3 separate regions of the Callithrix jacchus genome follow, and regions 1 and 2 are each linked to region 3. The links are chromatin contacts, called in public Hi-C maps. All regions are on one chromosome and are shown on one strand. The core of a region is the stretch at or near the end of the contact, and the rest is flanking DNA. Distances in the headings are between cores, read along the strand shown. Region 1 holds the start of LPGAT1 (lysophosphatidylglycerol acyltransferase 1). Region 2 has its middle 97 kb from the start of LPGAT1. Region 3 has its middle 19 kb from the start of NEK2.

Region 1 (3,267 bases), core at 494-2,993, 130 kb before region 3:
TACAAGTACTTTACTATGGCAGCCCTGACTAACACACATGAGAACAGTTATGATCAAATAATTTAAAATTATGAAGGGACTAGAAAAGAGTGTGGTCATCTCAGAATACCTCTAGGTCAGGATTTCTTAAAGCAAGGTCTGCATATTACCTGCATCAGAATCACCTATGATACTTTTTCAATAGCAGGTTCCTAGGTCCACTGGACCTAGAGTATTAAAATGTTCTAGTATGATGCCTAAGAATCTGTTTCTTTGGTAGACACCGCAAGTGCTGTTTTTGTAGACTAAAGAGCCAGAGGTCCTGCCTAACCTCTGGCTCTTTTCTGAGCCTGAAAATGAATTCTGGGCCTGGTACTAAATTACATTTCATCGGTGCTGCTGTGTCTGGTCCTCTGGCAGATGGTCCCTGATCCAGGAATCATGTGTAAATCCCATTGTAGGTTATCTCTCTCCAGGTGTCAGCCAACATTTACTGAACATGTGAGAAAGCTGAATGGGATGGACCAAATGGAATCCTTAGAGTTTATTCTTGATTCTGGAAATAAGTATGTGCCTCACCTATTTTACTTAAGAATTACATATTTTGAACAATATTCTAAAGTACATATATTATCACTCTCATGAGATTTATTTAAAGATCTTACTACCCTTGTCAATTAAGAGAGAATGCAAGGAATAGAATGAGGCATATCTTTCCTTCACCTGTGGACCTAAGAGGAAATGAAATTAGAGAAAGCTGAGAGTTCAGAGCAAACTCTGTGATGAATATTTTCAAAGTAGGCAGAATAGGTGGCATTCTGATTCAAATATGCCAGTTCCCTAGGGAGTGTAAAATCTGCCCTACCCCTATCCCCTCCATTTACAAATGAGATTAAGTGACATAAGGTTTTATACACAGGGTTTTTAAAAACTAAAATTTAGGTAGATCATTTAAGAACGTTCAAGTCGGTAGGTCAATAGACTATTTCTCTATTTTCCTTCAGGTGGTCCAGCCTTTGAGTCAGAATGCAGTGACAGGGACCTGTCTAGGAGTTCTCATGGCCACCGTTTTTTTTGTTTGTTTTCATTTTTTGGGGGGGGTGAATATTTACTTAATGCCAGGCACTTGGCTATTTCTTCCTTCTTGACTAACCAGATTTCAGTTTCTCTGTGTAGACTATTCATTCCCACTGAATTTCTTGGACGGGTGGTGGGGGAGGGGGCGGTGAATGGGAAAGTGGAATTGCCATTAATGTTCCAACTGCTTTCCTGAAACAAGACTTTTGACACTAAAAAGAATGAATTTAAAATACTAGACGATAATACTCTGCAGAGGTTAAGAAGAAAAGCCGTTAGTGCAACTGTGTTCCATTAAGAATGAAAAGAGGACATCTGGCCTTCCAGGAGACAGGTTCCTGGTCTGGGCAGAGAAGAGAGCCCTAACAATGAGAGGCGGCCGTGCTGGCTGAAAAGGGCTCGCAACTGCACCAAAGCACTCCCGGGGTGTGAGGGTGGGTGTTCAATCCCAGAGCTTTCCGAGCGGCTCTTCCCTCGGTATGTTCTGTACTCACCGAGGTCCTGGCCGAGCGTCCAGTTAGCCCGGAGGGGCCCGACTCGCAGGCAAAGGGGTCTGAGGCAAGGGCCAGGCGGGGCGAGCGGGCCAGGCGGCAGGGACCGCGCTTTCCTTAGAGGGCGCTGTGGGGGCGGCTCCGCCGCAGTCCCGACTCCCGCCGCTTCCTCCCGCCGCCCCTCCCCGCCACTCCGGGCGAACGCGGCCGGGCCCTTGGGGACCGAGTCTCGGCGCCGCTGGGGACCAGGCGCGAGCCGTGCCACAGCCGGAGAGGGGCTAGGGCCCCGCCGCCACCTTATTCCGCCGGCCACCTCGCCGGCCATGCATTCTTCCGGCTCCTCAGGCTCCCAAAGCCCGGGCCGGGGCCCGGCCAGCCCGAGGTAACCCCCGGCTCAGCGGTTGCAGGCCCGGGAGCGGCAACGGAACCGGGCCTGGGGAGGCGCTGGGGGCGGGGAATAGGTGTCGTCGTCGCGTGGCCCACAGAGGTGGCGGCGGCCTGAGGGACGAGGGCGCGGTAGGCCCCGGGGAGGAGGTGGGGGCGCGGGGCATCCGCCCGCCTCCCCGGGACCCGCCCCGGTGACAGGTCCGGCCTCTGAGTCCCCGCCGTCCCTCTGTCCGCAGGCAGCCGCGAGGGGAGTAGGGCGCCCGCGCACCCGCTCGCGCCGCGCCTCGGGCCGCCTGGGCCGCCGCCGCGTCAATGACCGCGACCCCTCGGCGGGGGACACCCGCCCCGGCGCTCCGCAGCCGCCCGCCATCCGCACCCGCCGAGGTGAGCCCGGCGCGCGGGCCGCGCCCGCCGCCACGACCCCTCCACATCCGCGGAAACCGCTGCCGGCTCCACCGGTCCCCCGCGCTGCGGTCGCCTCCTCTTCTCTGCTGCTTTCATCATCCCCCACTTCCCTGCCCTCTGGTCGGTGATCTGATTCTTTTCATCCCCGGTTCCTTGGCTTTTACCTCTGTTTGCCTTTTGCTCCCCTCCCCCTTCTCCTGTCCTTCCTCTTTTTCGCTTTATAACCCCCTACTTTCTTCCTCTCACCTTTTAAGCTTTTTTTCTGGGCCTCCTATTTTTTTTTTTCTTAAAAAAAAAAAAAAAAAAAAAGGAAAACAAAAATCCTATTGCTGCAAATGAGAATTTTGAGGGCAACTCTTCGCTAGCGCCGGAGACCTTTTAAAGGAATGCATCAGTTTGCAGGAATGGTGGTGGTGAGGGGACCGAGGTCCTCAGTATCTGGAAAATCTGATCGAGAGGACCCTGTTTCGGTTGTGTCACTCGTGTCTTCAGTTTGGAGATCCTGAGGGTATCTGAAGCGAGTGGATCTATTTTCTAAGTCCACATAGACGACTGCAGTGAGACGCGGTGCGGGGACGGCCGCCGGTTACTGAATGGGAATTGTGTTATCATTTGCTAAATATATTGTGACATACCCAGTGCCTTGGTTAACAGTTCCCTTGACCTTGTGCGGCTCCTCCTCCCTCGCTGTCTGTCCCTCCTCTGGAATCTCCCCTGAGATCACCGAGGTACTACAACATCCAGAAGCTTCAACCCTCGCTTTGTATTTTGTGCTAGGGACTATTTCCGTTGGTTACTGTTTAGATGTGTTTAATCCATTTTCCTTTTTAAATGAATTTTTCTTTTACCCTAGAAAGACAAGACGGACTCCAATGTGAGAATGGCTATGACTTTGGAAGAAGCTCCATGGCTGGGCTGGCTCTTGGTG
Region 2 (3,248 bases), core at 612-3,111, 230 kb before region 3:
TCATCCTTCCTTGTTCTGATCACCAGCCAGGCATGATACTCAGGATTCCTCCATAGCCCATTTCCCATTCCATCTGTGTGAAGCAGTCAAGCTGCATGGCCCTCAGGTTGGAGTCACTGTGGACAAATCGAGGCTAATGTTACCATGCCCTGTCAGAGCAGCTAGCTCCCTCCACTGCCCCATGCCTTCCAGCAGCTCCCTGGCTATTCGCTGGCCTCCAGCCCTGCTTGTCACCCTGGTGTGAAGCAGTCCTGGCTGATCTGCCTGCTGGTCATCCCAGATGTTCACCTTGGAGAGCGAGGCAGAGGGGCAAGATGTCTGAACTCTGAGCAGTGGAGGGGTTGGAGCAGGGCCTGCTAGTATCACAGAGGCCCACTGTGGTTCTCGAGTGCAGCTGAGGCTCTGAACTGAGGGCTGAGGTAGGAGGGAGTGGGCAGTGACTAAAATTTGCAGGAAAGTTTTTTTTTTTTTTTTTTTTTTTAAGAGTACTTATCTATCTCTTTCCTCCTAGTTATTCTCACCCTCCTCCAGCAGCAGCCTCCTCTTGGTCAGAATTTAGAATATGTTGTTGCTTTGGATGGCTGGGGTTGTAGTTTCTAGCTAGGTTCTTTCCTGTTCATCTTTCCTCTCTCTTGGCCCTTCTTTTTCCTGGAATATCTACTATGTGCAAGGCATTATGTATATGTGTAGGAGGTGCAGAATCCCTGCCCCCAGGAAGCTTCCAAATGTTGTCACCTATGTTAGGGTGCTCAGTGAGTGTCCATGGTGCCAAGATCTAGCTGAGGTGGCAAAGTGGCACTGAAGGAGACTTGAGCAGGGCACACATTATTTGCATTGACTGAGGAGGTATATGAAACCTGGAAGACCCTGTGGAATGTGGAGTGAGCAAGGAAGACACCAGGGAAAAGAAACACAAAGAGGCTGGGTATGGTGGCTCACATCTATAATCTCAGCACTTCGGGAGGCAGGTGGATCATCTGAGGACAGGAGTTTGAGACCAGCCTGGCCAATATGGTAAAACCCAGTTTCTACTAACAATACAAAAATTAGCTGGGTGTGGTGGCGGATGCCTGTAATCCCAGCTACTTGGGAGGCTGAGGTAGGAGAATCGCTTGAACCCGGGAGGTGGAAGTTGCAGTGAGCTGAGATCCTGCCGCTGCACTCAAGCCTGGGCAACAGAGCAAGACTCTGTCTCAAAAAAAAAAAAAAAAGCCAGAGGTGGCCTTCAGTTTCCCACCACTGCAGTCCAGCCCGATTCCAGAGCCAGCTATGAAGCTCGTATCCAAGGCTTCTGCTCTTGCTTGGGCCATCTGTTAGCTTGTGTTTTCCCCTCATACCCCTAGCCCCTATGTCTTTTCATCTACGGATTCTGCAACAAGCTTTGGACCACAGGATTTCCCACTGGGTGGCTGGACCTGTGACAGGTAACCTTGGAAGCTTTCCAAGGCCATGTTTTCTAAAGATGGTAAAAGAAGGCCCAGCTGGGTTCCCGTCCTAAATTCCCTGAACTGCCCTTGTGTCTTCATACTGCAGTGAGATATTCATCTTTGTGCTTTTTTTTCAGGAAAGACATGATCTTCCCCCTCAGAGGCACCCACAAGGCCCTGAGGAGAAATGGAGGGTTAAAGCAACAAGACAAAGACAAAACCAATGTTCAGCCTTTTCAACATCTGAAATAAAATATTGAGCATAGAAAGAGAGATTTTTGCTGTAACAATAGACGAGAAAAAACAGTGGGATGACCATGGCCACTTTGGACATGCTGACTTTCTCGTTGCTCCCTGAACCCCTGTACATTGCCCATCTCTGGGCCTTTCTCTGTGCTTGGCTCTCAGCATGCAATGCACTTCCCCAGCTCTGCCCAGCAAGCTCCAGCCTATCTCCTAAGATTTACCCAAGTCAAAAGTCCTCCTCTCCAGGAAGCAGGAAGAATACCCTGAAGGCCCCGGGGCTGAGGACTACCCTCGCCTTCTGTTCTGGTCTCTAGTAAAGCACTTGGCTTCTTATATCTTTATAACCTTCTGCTTACTTATCTGTCTCCTCTTCTAGACTGTAAACATTTAAAGGGAGGGATTGGGGGTTCGTCTTTGCCTGATTGGTGTTCAATATGGTGGCTAGCACATGGTAGGCAATCAAGAAAATTTATCGAATGCAAAATTCAGTTTCAAATGACCTAGCTTTCATGCAGTTTCTGGTCTGAGCCTTGTCACTGAGAACTGGTTGTAAACACAAGAGCTATTGTCCAACCAATTCCTGGGTGTGGCTAGAAATGGCGTAGGCTAGTTCTCAGTCCTCAACTCAACAGCAGGTGCCCCTAAGCCATACTGCAAAGGAACCAGCATTCCCTGCCATGCACTGAAGCAGACTTACAATTCTGCAATCAATGCCAGATAAGCAATGTAACCTGGGCACTGAAGCTTGGCTCCTTTGTGACCAAGGTGAAGCTTTATCATCCCTGTCTCTGGGCTTCATGTTCTCCATCTGTTGTGAGGTTGTAGGTTCTAATTAGAAAGCTCTTAGAGATTCCTGAAAGGACTGTTATTGTACTGCAGCACAAAGAGTATTATGTCAGGGTAGTATAAGAGCACAGCAAATAATGTGAACGAGGAAATAATAAGGGCACTTATTCCCAGAAGCATATTGATTTAAACCACAAAGGCTCCTTGGAACAGGGCTCAAGAATTATAAAAGCCTGAGCAATCAGCAACCCCTGTGGGAGGGGAGCCCATGCCAGGCAATTGCTGGAGAGTTCATTTGGTTGGTTTGGCAGGCCAATTTTGTCCCTCAGGTGTTCTTGCTTTGGTAAAATTTCCCTGCTGTAATGAGCCCAGCCTACCTGCTGAGTTCTAGGGAGAAAGGACCATTATTTTCACATCCTTTGCATAAGAAGCAAAGAACTGGCCTTAGCACACAACTCAATTCACTTCTCATTCTCTGTTTGATGAAAACAGATCTCCAGATAATGGAAGCTGCATCATCACTTTTGCTTCTAAAATCTGCATAGCAGAAATGTCATCTGGGTCACACTCTGACCCAGCCATTGCTATCTCTGGACGGTAATTTGGGAAAACTAGTTGCTCTATGAATATGAAAAATAAAAAGTCACCTTAACAAATGCATCGTCCTGTAGTAGAAAAGCAGGTTTAAAACTGCTTCCAACAGCACAAAGGGCAGGGTCTGTAAGAAAAAAAGAGTGAAGGCACTAATTGCACAAAAATTTTAATTTAAAACTTGAAATCGGGGAGCAC
Region 3 (3,013 bases), core at 495-2,994:
CATGTCCTCTCCAGGCACCCGCCCTGCAGCACCTCCACATGTTCCGAAATCTAGAGGCTCATCGGCTCTCACTGTTCAAGAGTTTTCACAGACCTCAAAATCCAGCACCCAACTTCCATTCCCAGAGGCTGAAGGGTGGGTGGGGTTGGTGGGGTTGGGTTTGAAATCATACGTATTGATGATGCTGCAGCAGTTTGAAATAAAATCTTGAGCCATTTATGTCCAGAATTTTTGACAAACAAAGCAAGACGAAACAACCAATCCCACAAAAAAAAAAGCAAGACAAAAAACAACTAGCCAAACCACCAAACCAAGCAAGCCCTAGGCTTCACTGTTTTGGGATGCACTGAGTCACACTGAGTCATGCCTGTGCCTGATGTTCTAGAAGAGTTCGGTTTCCTCTCCAGGCAATCAGTTATGTGATAAAGAGGTGTGGAATACTTGGCAATGATTTAAAACCCAATCTCAGTTTGGTCCCACCTTGAGATCTGTTCTTTTTTTGTTTGTTTGTTTGAAGACAGAGTCTCTATCTCCCAGGCTGGAGGGCAGTGCTGTGGAGCAATCACAGCTCACTGCAGCCTGGACCTCCTGGGCTCAAGAGATCCTCCTTCCTCAACTCCTGTGAGTAGCTGGAACCACAGGTGTGTGTCACCCGGTCCAGCTAATTTTAAACTTTTTTGTAGAGACAGGGTCTCACTATGTTGCCCAGACTGGTCTCAGACTCCTGGGATTAAGCGATCCTCCTGCCTGGGCCTCCCAAAGTGCTGGGGAGATCTGTTCATTCTTAATGGAAAAATGCTTGGTGCTTTATATGCCAAATAGTGTCACAATTGGCCCTGTTTTAGTCCAACAGAGAAAAAGGCAAAAATTACACATTTCAGCAGACCTGGTACATTTGATAGCTTAAATTGACATAAAAATTGTCTTCTAAAACTAAGATAAAATGGGGATAGTGGTATTTCCTCATGGAGTTGTGGGAAGGTGTGGAGTGAGATTCACATGCAAAGAGTTTGCACAGTGCCAGGCACATCCAGGACATTGATGGGTGAGAGTCCCTAGTGTTGGGACTATTGCTGGGGTGGGAGTGGTCTGTGCCACCAGCAGGGAAGGAGGGCAGATGAGCCTTCCAGAATGTACTCCTCAGAACCTGGATCCTAAGTCTGTTTGCACGCATGTGCCCTGTGTGTGTTCTCTGCCGGGGCATTGGCAGACAGAGAACCTTGTCCACGTGAAGCACTCAGGGAATCATGGCTGGCTAAAGGCAGAGCATAAGGCGGAGATCATCTGCACCACCCACACCACATAGAAAGGAGAGCTGAGCCTCCGAGAAGGGGAGGGAAGGTCCACAGCCGCAGGGTCACAACTTCCTAGGAAGCTGGGGCTGGAGTCAGGCCCCTGACCTGCCCTCTCTGTCGCTGTGGCCCGCGCTGTGCTCCCCAGGCAGCCCCCCAGCCGCACCGCCTTCAGTCTCATTTGGCCTAACGGGAAGTGGGTGCGGGGTCGTCCAGCCCCTGGAAGCTCACCTCTAAAGGCCCAAGGGTACCGTAGAGGCGGGGGTGGAGGAGGGGGGCGGCGGCTGTGGCCACAAAGGCCTCCAGGAGGAGCTTTCACGACACTTCATGGGAAAAAGTCCCACAGCCCTGGACTGAGCCTTCATCTCACCTGGGCTCGCCTCAAAGTCAGAGCAGGCGGGGTGGGGCGGGGGCTGAAACTGATGTGCAGAGTGAAGGGCTCCGAGCAAACACTCCCAGGCCTGGGCCAATAGGCCCCATGGCACCTTCGGGAACATCTCTGTCCATGTAAAGCTGCAGTCTGCTGTTACTGGTTCAGCTACGGGGCCAATATTTCTATATTCGGACACTGCGCAGCCTTTAGGTCTCCCAAGGGTTTGCGTTCCCCGGAGTCCAGACTCATAATCCACACCTCCCTCCCCCTGCAAAAAAGAGCATGCCCAGGTAGGTGAGCGGCGGGGCTGTCCCGGGTCTCCTTCAGCGCCAGGAGGGAGAGTGCGCCCCCACCTGGCGACAGTCAGGATGGCCGCAAGAGGCCAGGGCTGAAAGAGGGCAGGAGCCTCTCCTGTTGGTCTTGTCCCTGGGTGTCCGTCAGAACCACCCGGGACATCCCCAAATTACAGAAACCTGGACCCTCACCACAGACCCTGAATCAGGAAGTACGAGGTGTGCCCCAGGCATTAAAAAAACAAAAAACAAGGGCTTCTGATCTCAACCCAAATTGAGAACTGCAGGGTGTTAAGATCAGAAATGAGATGTCACAGATGGCTTCTAGCTAATAATAGTTAAGATGCCAACACCTGTGAATCATTTGTCATTATTTGTAAATTAGAGGCCTGTGGCAGCGGCTCACGCTGTAATCACAGCACTCTGGGAGGCTGAGGCAGGAGGATCACTTGAGCTTGGGAGCTTGAGACCAGTCTGGGCAACATGGTGAGACTCTGTCTCTACTAAAAATAAAAGCAAATTAGCCAGGCCTGGCAATGAGCACCTGTATCCCAGCTACTGGAGAGGCTGAGGTGAGGGACTGCTTGAGCCTGGAGGTCAAGGCTGCAGTGAGCTGTGATTGCTCCACAGCACTCCAGCCTAGGCAAAATTGAGATCTTGTCTCAAAACACACACACACACACACACACACACGGATGTATCATTAGAGCAGATTTGAGGCCATTCCTCTAACTCTCTCTTTCCCTTGCATTCTTGGAGAGTCAAGTCCAGTGTGGGGGCTCTGCAGCGCAATATAAGCCTGCAGTCCTCTGGAACCTTGCTGGAGACTGTCGCTGCCCTCTGCCCCCAGTTAGGATGGTTTCAAATTGGTCTAGCCTAGTGCTTTATTGGCTTCCCAAAAACTTTGGGCTAAGTTCAAGTGTGGGACTCCCCTGGAAGTACGCCTCAAAAGCAGATGCCGTCCACACTGTTTCTCAGCAGGAAGTTGCCCCACCCCAGCACAGCTGTTCTCCACTGTGACACGCACAGGAGCCCTGTGCTGAAGAGCAGATTCT

Evidence for each region. Hi-C and Micro-C count contacts between places; a contact is called where the count stands out from the background.
Region 1: a contact with region 3 is called in a Hi-C map of induced pluripotent stem cells, with 1.9 times the contacts expected there. The contact joins the promoter of LPGAT1 here to the enhancer-like site in region 3. A contact is called at or near these places in 3 of 3 Hi-C or Micro-C datasets (induced pluripotent stem cells and skeletal muscle).
Region 2: a Hi-C map of induced pluripotent stem cells shows a contact between it and region 3, with 2.0 times the contacts expected there. The contact joins two enhancer-like sites. A contact is called at or near these places in 2 of 3 Hi-C or Micro-C datasets (induced pluripotent stem cells and skeletal muscle).

What each region holds. Positions count from the first base shown.
Region 1 is chr19:16,975,083-16,978,349 of calJac240_pri, reverse strand. It overlaps LPGAT1 (lysophosphatidylglycerol acyltransferase 1), which reads left to right and starts at 1,743. Exons shown (of 9, transcript XM_078356617.1): 1 at 1,743-1,929; 2 at 2,171-2,318; 3 at 3,193-3,267. The coding sequence starts at 2,247. It also overlaps the pseudogene LOC118149555.
Region 2 is chr19:17,072,139-17,075,386 of calJac240_pri, reverse strand. It overlaps the pseudogene LOC118149555. Among named protein-coding and RNA genes, the nearest start is that of LPGAT1, 97 kb to the right of the region's middle. Within about 2 kb of position 1,861, at least 2 of the 16 cell types and tissues checked have an H3K27ac peak or open chromatin away from gene starts, as enhancers often do.
Region 3 is chr19:16,844,897-16,847,909 of calJac240_pri, reverse strand. No RefSeq gene overlaps it. Among named protein-coding and RNA genes, the nearest start is that of NEK2, 19 kb to the right of the region's middle. Within about 2 kb of position 1,744, at least 3 of the 16 cell types and tissues checked have an H3K27ac peak or open chromatin away from gene starts, as enhancers often do.